Linked DNA regions of Gossypium hirsutum: all the other regions are linked to region 2. A link is a contact called in public Hi-C data. All regions are on one chromosome and are shown on one strand. Each heading gives the region's core, a stretch centred on a gene start, on an enhancer-like site or on the middle of the called end of the contact. The rest is flanking DNA. Distances are from core to core; before and after follow the strand shown.

Region 1 (2,700 bases), core at 119-2,618, 130 kb before region 2:
TCAGTGCAAAATAAATAATAAATAACTTAATCAGATTAATCAATTTGTTAGGTACGGAAATGAAACAATAATTAACAAAAATGTTAGGCTGATATAATTGACTATAAATTTAGATTCTACGATCTTTTCTTTTCCCCTATATACAACTCGAAATGAAAAACCTAATTCCACGAACTAGCGGATTGGAATTAACAATTGAGAAACAAAAATGAAGACAAAGAAAAAACAACATAATTTTTTATCAAATTTCGCAAAATAAATAATAATTCAGATTAATAAATTTATTAGCTACGAAACTTTATTAAAAACAATTATTAACAAAAATGTTAGGCTGATTTAATTGAATATAAATTTAGAATTCTACGATCCTATTTTTGCCCTAAATACTGTCAGAAATGGAAAACCAAATACCACGAACAGACGGTGAAATAAACAATTGAGAAATAAAAATGAAGAAAATGGGGGAAAAAACCCCCTAATTTTTATCACTTTTTCACAAAAAAAAATTCAGATTAATCAAAATTTCAGCTATGAAGATTTATTTTAAAAAGGTGAAATTGAATATAAAATTAGAGTCTACGATCCTAACTTTTCCCTAAATACAGTCCGAAATGGAAAACCAAATTCCACGAACAGACGGAGGAATTAACAATTGAGAAAGAAAAATGAAGAAAAAGAAAAAAAAACCTAATGTTCATCAAATTTTCGTAAAATAAAAAATAATTCAGATTAATAAATTTGCTAGCTACGGAAATTTATTAAAAAACCAATAATCAACAAAAAAATGTTAAGCTGATTTAATTGAATGCGAATTTAGATTTTACGATCTTCTTTTTCCCTTTCTAAATACAAACCAAAATGAAAAATTCGACGAAACTTGCGCAATGGATTTGAATATCGAGAAGCAAAAAATAAAAACGAAGAGAAAAAGAATACGAACCGGCCAGCGACATAGAGCCAAGCGATGCAAGAGAAAAAAGCCATCAACAAAGAAGGCTTGGATGTTTGCAGATTCTTCGATCTCCATCGTTTATCTCCTTTAGTGGTTGTAGGTAAACCCTCCATATCACACTCTTAACGCATATACAGAATCGAAACAGAGAATTGATCGCCGGTCTCTGATGATCTCTACTTTTATAATTCGGATAATTACAATGAACGAGAATGCGAACTCAGTGTAGGGATTCAAATCAAGTATGAAAAAGAAATGACGGAGAATCAAAGACTAGAAGAAACAAACGGAAATTTGAAATGAAATTAAAAAGAAAAACGAAGAGAGAGATCTGAGAGCGGTAACTGACGATGGGTTGTATAGGCCAAGCCCACCTAGATTCGGCCTACACCGAACTTGGACAATCCCACCAATTTAATTTTGGTAATTTTTATTAGATCTTGGCAATTTGTACAACGAATTCAGATATTCCCTATTTAATATTTGGAATTATATTTGAATTTAGATTTTAAAATTATGGATTGGAAGTAGATGTGATTGGTATTTTACATATTTATTACTTAAATTTATATTATTAATTTGAATAACAGTCTAAAATCCGGATATTTAAATTCACATGTTGTAAAATGCTTATAAATTTGATTATGAATATAAAATATTAGCTTAAGGTCTAAAAAGTTTTCAAACTTTAAAAAAAAAAAGTAATTAATTTTTTGCATTTTTTTGCACTCATTTGTGTACTTGAATTTTTAAAATGCATCAAAAAAATCCTCAAACCTTTTTTAAAAAAGCAATTAAGCCCCTACTTTTTTTTTACATTCAAGTGGGTACTTGAACTTTCAAAATGCATCAAAAAAACCCTCAAACTTTTTTTAAAAAAAAGTAATTAATCCCTTGGCTTTATTAAAAATTAGAAAAAAATTAGAAAAAATTAAAAAATTAAAAAATTATTAAATTTTAATAAAAATATGAAAAAATTAAAATTTATTAAACATTAGAATTTTTTTATAAAAATCATAAAAATATAAAAAATTGTAAATTTTTATAAAAATCATAATCAAATTAACGACCCCTAGTTTTTTTATGATTTTTATAAAATTTTACAATTTTTTTTATATTTTTAAAATTTAATAATTTTTCTAAAATTTAATAATTTTTTATTTTTTATAATTTTTTTTCTAATTTTTAATAAGAGCATGGGTTTAATTGCTTTTTTGAAAACTTTTAAAGGTCTTCTTGATGTATTTTGAAAGTTCAAGTACCTAATTGAGTGAAAAAAGCAGGGCTTAATTGCTTTTTTTTGAAGAAGTTTGAGGGCCTGTTTGATGCATTTTGAAAGTTCAAGTACTTAATTGAGTGAGAGAGAGAGAGACAGAGACTTAATTGCTTTTTTTGAAAAAGTTTGAGGGTTTTTTACACCTTTAAACCTAAAGTATTCTAGCCAATTCAAATTCAAACTTTTGCAAATTAGGATATCCAAAAAAAATTGAAATTAGTTTTATTTTTGCAAATTTGGCATTCCTAAAGATAATTAAATTTTTTCGAAATTAATTTTTTTTATAAATTCGAATATCTGATAGATAATTTATAAATAATATTACTCAAATAATATTATAGATAATAAATAAATTTAAATTTTTAGATAGATTTACAAATTTCGATTTACGTAATTTACAAATTACAAACATTTACTGCCCTTCTTACACACCCACCATGTGAATGATATAAATAGTTTGTACTAGATCATT
Region 2 (2,700 bases), core at 12-2,511:
TTGATTTAATGTATAATTGTATACATGAACTTTAATTTAGTGCAATTATTCACGTGAAACTCTAATTGTGGTTCAAATATATACTTGAAACATTAATTTTGATTTAATCATGCACATTTAAAGAAATAAATACATCAATTTATTTTTATATTGGATAAATATAATTATTTATGTATGCAATATATAAATATAAGATGACATTATATCAATAATTATGTTAATAATTTACAAGAATTAAATAAAATCAAAATTTTATGTATAAAATTACACAAAATCAAATTTCATGTATACAAATTACACATTAAACTATAGTTCAAATATAGTTTTGGGATTTATCCCATTCATAAAATGTAAGTATATTATCATTGAATTTTTTTTGTTAATTTAATCGTAAATTTGAGCGTTTAATGATGGCTTAAATTTGATGTAGATGCCAATTTAACTTAAACATATGAATCGATTAGAAACAGTATGGTATGAAAGTCCTTAAAATTTCAAACCCTAAAAGGTAAAATTGACCTGATTGCTCCACATGTTTAAATTGGTATTCATATGTTGGACTTAATGTCAAACCTACAATATTTAATATTTTAGGATTCAGTTATAGAATTTTAAATCTTAGGATAAATTTAGAGTTTAGTCTCTGGGTCATCTTGTGGAATTAACCCTTATTTATTTTCAATATTTTACATAATAATTAAATACCGAGGTGAAATTTGACTATGTTGCTTTACTCTGACACACAATTATGTCCGTAGTCAGGAGGTAAAAGAGAAAAAGGTAAAAACTGTTTTTTTTTCTTTAAAATAATGGTCTAAAAGTGTCTTGTATTAGAGAAGAAAATATTTAGATTTTAATTTATAAAATTGTGATGTTTAAAGTTAATTTATTAATATAAATTGATTTGTAAAAGAAAATAGGAAAAAGTGTTTTCAGTTAGTGTAGGTAGTATGAATAGAAACAATTATAAAATAACAATTTTAATAGCATAGTAATTTTTGAATAATTAAATAATTTTATAATTTTTTAAATTTAGTGGCTAAAATATAAAGCTATTAATAATTGAGTGTAGTTAGATCCATAAAAACATTATATCCTATTTCTTCATCACGTAACACGTGTTGGTCCCTCTAACCAAGAAAACTAGCACACGCGTCAACCTCATCCCTGTATTTAAATTCAAAAGCTCCGCTTGGCATCCAAAGAAAACAAAACCCACCAAAAATATAACATAACTGTCTCATCAGGTTTTAGTAGATTTCCGCTCTTTCATCATCCGTTTTCTAGCACCTAATGATACTATTATCATTAATTCAAAATTTTTTTTGAATATTTGCTACACCGCCATAGACTCTGTAAATTCAGTTCCTTCGGTTTCTTTTATTTTTTAATTCTTTTGTATTTGTTTGGTGGAATTTTTCAGTCAAAGAATGGCGGGAAACGATTGGATAAACAGTTACCTGGAAGCGATCTTGGACGTTGGTCCAGGGATCGATGAAGCGAAATCGTCATTGTTGCTGAGGGAGAGAGGTCATTTCAGTCCAACTCGTTACTTCGTGGAAGAGGTTATCACTGGTTTCGACGAGACCGATCTCCACCGTTCTTGGATTCGAGTACGGTTTCGTTTTCACCTTCTTTTTGGCTGTTCTCTCTCTCTCTCTCTCTCTCTCTCTCTCTCTCTCTCTCTCTCTCTCTCTCTCTTCTAAACATAGTAATACTCGAAATTCTTCCGGTCTCTCTGTTTTTTGTGTTCAATTTGAATAATGGACTGTTTTGAGTGTTTAATTTAAGTATACTTTTTTAAAATATATTTTTTGGTTTTAGGCTGCTGCTACGAGGGGTCCTAAGGAGAGGAACACGAGACTGGAGAATATGTGCTGGAGGATTTGGAATTTGGCTCGAAAGAAGAAGCAGGTTTTTTTTTCCTTTTCTTTTCAATGCTATTTCTGTTTGAATTTCGCATCTAATATAATTTTGCTTTTGATATGTAAACAAATATAGAAAATCCTCCTTTGATTGTGATGGACAATGTTTTATTAAACCGGATCGGGTGTTGAGGCCACCAGTTTGCATGTGGATCGGTCCGATTAAAAAATAATAAGAATTTTAAATATTGGTTGTATTTCTCGATTTAATCAGTTCAAAGCTACTGGTACCAGGTTAAACCAATCCGACCGGTCGGCTGGTTCAAACAACATTGGTGCTGGATTTGGTGTTGAGTGGTTAGTAGAATAGAAGTGAATTTATTTTCTTTTATTTCTTATTTGTGTTGTTTTTGGGTCAACTGTGATGACCTTCACAACAACGATAGTAAAGTTGCTTGTCCATGAGGATAATGCGATTTTTTTTGTTTGTTTTTCATTTGGCTGGGTGATTTTTAAGTTGAATACCAAATTGCTTGCTATTCAGCATGTCTAGCCATTTCTCTTTTTGGAATTAAGCTATAAATTAAAATTTTAGCATTATATGAACTACTCTGATTGAATAACTCAGGTCAACATGTTATTTTCGACCAGGGACAATTTGTATTGATTCTAAATTTTAGCTGTTTATCCTTGATGGTTTGATTGGTAATGAACATTGTATAGAGCACCACTATATTGTTTCACCTGTGTTATTTTTTTCTCTCTCCTCTTATTTGGTTGCTTTTCAGCTTGAGGGGGAGGAAGTTCAACGCAATGCTAAGCGTCACCTTGAACG
Region 3 (2,700 bases), core at 75-2,574, 170 kb after region 2:
CGATTTGAATGTTTCAAAATTCAATTTTAAACCGAAAAAATCAAAATTGAGGGGCAAAAGAGGATCTTTTTCGACGAAAACGTCGGCAAACCGCCTTCGATGGTTTATCAGCGCGTAGATCTCGAAAATTTATTCGAAATCAAAAAAATTCGTCTCAATCAGACAACCGAGCCAAAAGTTATGGCCTTTCAAAGTTTTCCAAGCTAAAAACACATTGTTCATGCCACGTCAGCAAATCGCGTCCTAGAGGAAGCGATTTCCTTCCACGTCAGCAAATCGCGCTGACGTGGACGCGATTTCCTGCACGTACCCTGACATCGCGCTGACGTGGACGTGATTTCGCGAAAAATGACCCATTCCGATAAATAATTAGAAAAGTGGCCTATTTCGGTAAATTTAAAAAAAAGGGCTTTTTTTAGTAATAAACCCGATAGAATTACCGTTAAAATGAAAACACGCCCTATAAATCTGGTTTGCAGGAGAAAGAATAAAAACAGCCTAAATCGTCAGCATAGTTTCTCAATTTATTTTCAGATTTTTTTTGTTAAATAAGCCACCAGCTTTGTGTACGAAAATTATAAATAAATTTAATTGAGCAAAATATAAACTTCAAACTCTGAATTCGAGGTTGGCTCTACTCCATTATACCCGTACAAGCAGATAAGGCAATCATCCCGGAGCAGGCTCCAACCCCCAAGCCCACTTCTCCCATCTTAAAATGCACGCATCTTTTTGTCAAATTCCGAAATTATCAATAATAATTAGCAGAATTTAATTTATAATCAGTCTATATATTTTAAATTTTTGAAATTTAATTTATTTTTATTCACAAAATTTTAAATACATGTCTAATTTGAAAATTCAAAGTAGAGAAATTAAAGTTAAAATATACGCTTTTTTCACTTTTTTGTATATTTGAAATTTAATTCTTTTATTTTTATTTTAAGTAATTTAATTTTTCTATTTTTTGATTTAATAATGTAAATTTAATTATTAAAATTATTCTGTTAAATACATATTTATTATAACGTTATTTCTTTTTGTTACTTGACTCTCAAGAATGTATTTTTATTTCAAAATATCATATCAATGAATTTAACTAAAAAGTTTCAGTAAGGTAAACAATTTAAACATAAATTTTGAAATCTGAAAAGGTTGAAAGATTAAATTCTTAGAAATATAAAGAGTTCAAAGACTTGAAACATATTTTAATCAGGTACTAAATTCCTAAAAGGATTATATTTTAAAAGTTTAAAGAGTACAGGGACTGGGGAATAATTAAATCTAATCAATAATAGTAAAAGAGAAAAAGGCCAAATAATTGAAATTCCTACGTCTAAACACCTGCGTGACGCTTTGGTACAGTTGTCTACTTTTTCCCCCCGATCCGATCAATAAACCCTAAAAGCTCTTTGCAATCGATTTTAATGTTCAATTTCGATTCTTAGACAGAGATCGGCGTAGTTTCGTAGTAAATAAAAAGGAGAAATAGATGATGCAGAGACGGAGTCCACCGAAGCACAGGCACGATGGGACTTCGCCACTGCCTCTCGGGATGGATTGGAGTCCGCCCCCTCGTAAATGGGTCAGCTTCCTTACAAATTTACCATTTCATTTTAAATTAGTTTGGAATTCGAATCGGCACTTAGATTCTGTTGTTGAAGAGTTTTTAGTTCATGAAATTCTAGAATTTTGAACAATAATTTAGTGTTTAGAGTGAGTTTTATGGTCGATCAAGACTAAAAGAAAAAAAGACTGGATATTTTTCAATTATGAGATTGGACTTGATTGCTAGATTGTTTCAGTAACTTACGTAATCTTAATCTCAATTGAAAAAAAAAAAAGAGTGCATTCCCTCGTAAATTGGTCAGCTTTCCGACAATTTACTCTCTTTTCGTTGATTTTATTTGAAGTTACCTTGGAATTCGAATTGGCACTCAGATTTTGCGATTGAAGAGTTTAGTTCATAGAAATTATAGAATTTTGATCCATAATTAATGCTTATAGGGAGTTTTACGGTGGATCAAGACCCAAAAAACAGACTATAGATTTTGCAATGATGAGATTGGACTTGATTGCTAGATTGTTTCATTAACTGATGTAGCTATCTTAATCTCAATTGAAAAAGACTTTTAAATAAAATACCTCTTAACCAGTTTTTAAATGCATTAATATAGTAAATTTAGAATTTTATGTTTGCTTCGCTTGTCAGTATAAGTCCTCATAAGCTGGTTTTGAGCATTTACAAAGTTCCTATGGTTCTTAAGCATTTGCTGCTGAAATTTTAGTTGTAGTATTTTTCATAAGGACAGTGATAGGAGAATTCTATCAAGAATCTAGACATCTAAAAGTAAGGGATGAGCTATACTTTAATCTTGACATAGATTGGTATTCTGAATACTATCTTTCTTTTAACTTAGGAAGGAATGGATTTTGATGTTCTTCATTCATGTTGCTATTTTATTAGTAGAACCTTTTTGGCTGTCTGGAAACTTATAATTGAATTTTGGTTTTAGCGCTTATTCAATTTACATATACATGCAGAATGGGAGAGAAACTGTTTGGCCACATGATCCTCGAACTGGATGGAGTTACTGTGTTACAATACCTTCGTGGGTTGTCCTTCCAAAATCAAGAGATTCAGATCCTGTAGTGGTAATCACTAATATATATGTCTATGGTAGATTGTATCTCACTGTC

Evidence for each region. A called contact is a pair of places that touch in the nucleus more often than the background predicts.
Region 1: a contact with region 2 is called in a Hi-C map of leaf, with 2.3 times the contacts expected there. The contact joins the promoter of LOC107962907 here to the promoter of LOC121218323 in region 2. A contact is called at or near these places in 6 of 34 Hi-C or Micro-C datasets (callus, fibers, hypocotyl and 1 more).
Region 3: a contact with region 2 is called in a Hi-C map of petal, with 2.0 times the contacts expected there. The contact joins the promoter of LOC107901615 here to the promoter of LOC121218323 in region 2. A contact is called at or near these places in 2 of 34 Hi-C or Micro-C datasets (leaf and petal).

The regions. Positions count from the first base shown.
Region 1 is chrD06:23,889,694-23,892,393 of Gossypium_hirsutum_v2.1, reverse strand. It overlaps LOC107962907 (hydroxyproline O-galactosyltransferase HPGT3), which reads right to left and starts at 1,368. Exons shown (of 12, transcript XM_041095401.1): 1 at 941-1,368. The coding sequence starts at 1,065.
Region 2 is chrD06:23,757,885-23,760,584 of Gossypium_hirsutum_v2.1, reverse strand. It overlaps LOC121218323 (probable sucrose-phosphate synthase 1), which reads left to right and starts at 1,261. Exons shown (of 13, transcript XM_041095398.1): 1 at 1,261-1,613; 2 at 1,825-1,914; 3 at 2,654-2,700. The coding sequence starts at 1,431.
Region 3 is chrD06:23,584,377-23,587,076 of Gossypium_hirsutum_v2.1, reverse strand. LOC107901615 (PX domain-containing protein EREL1) reads left to right here and starts at 1,324. Exons shown (of 10, transcript XM_041095392.1): 1 at 1,324-1,585; 2 at 2,545-2,655. The coding sequence starts at 1,493.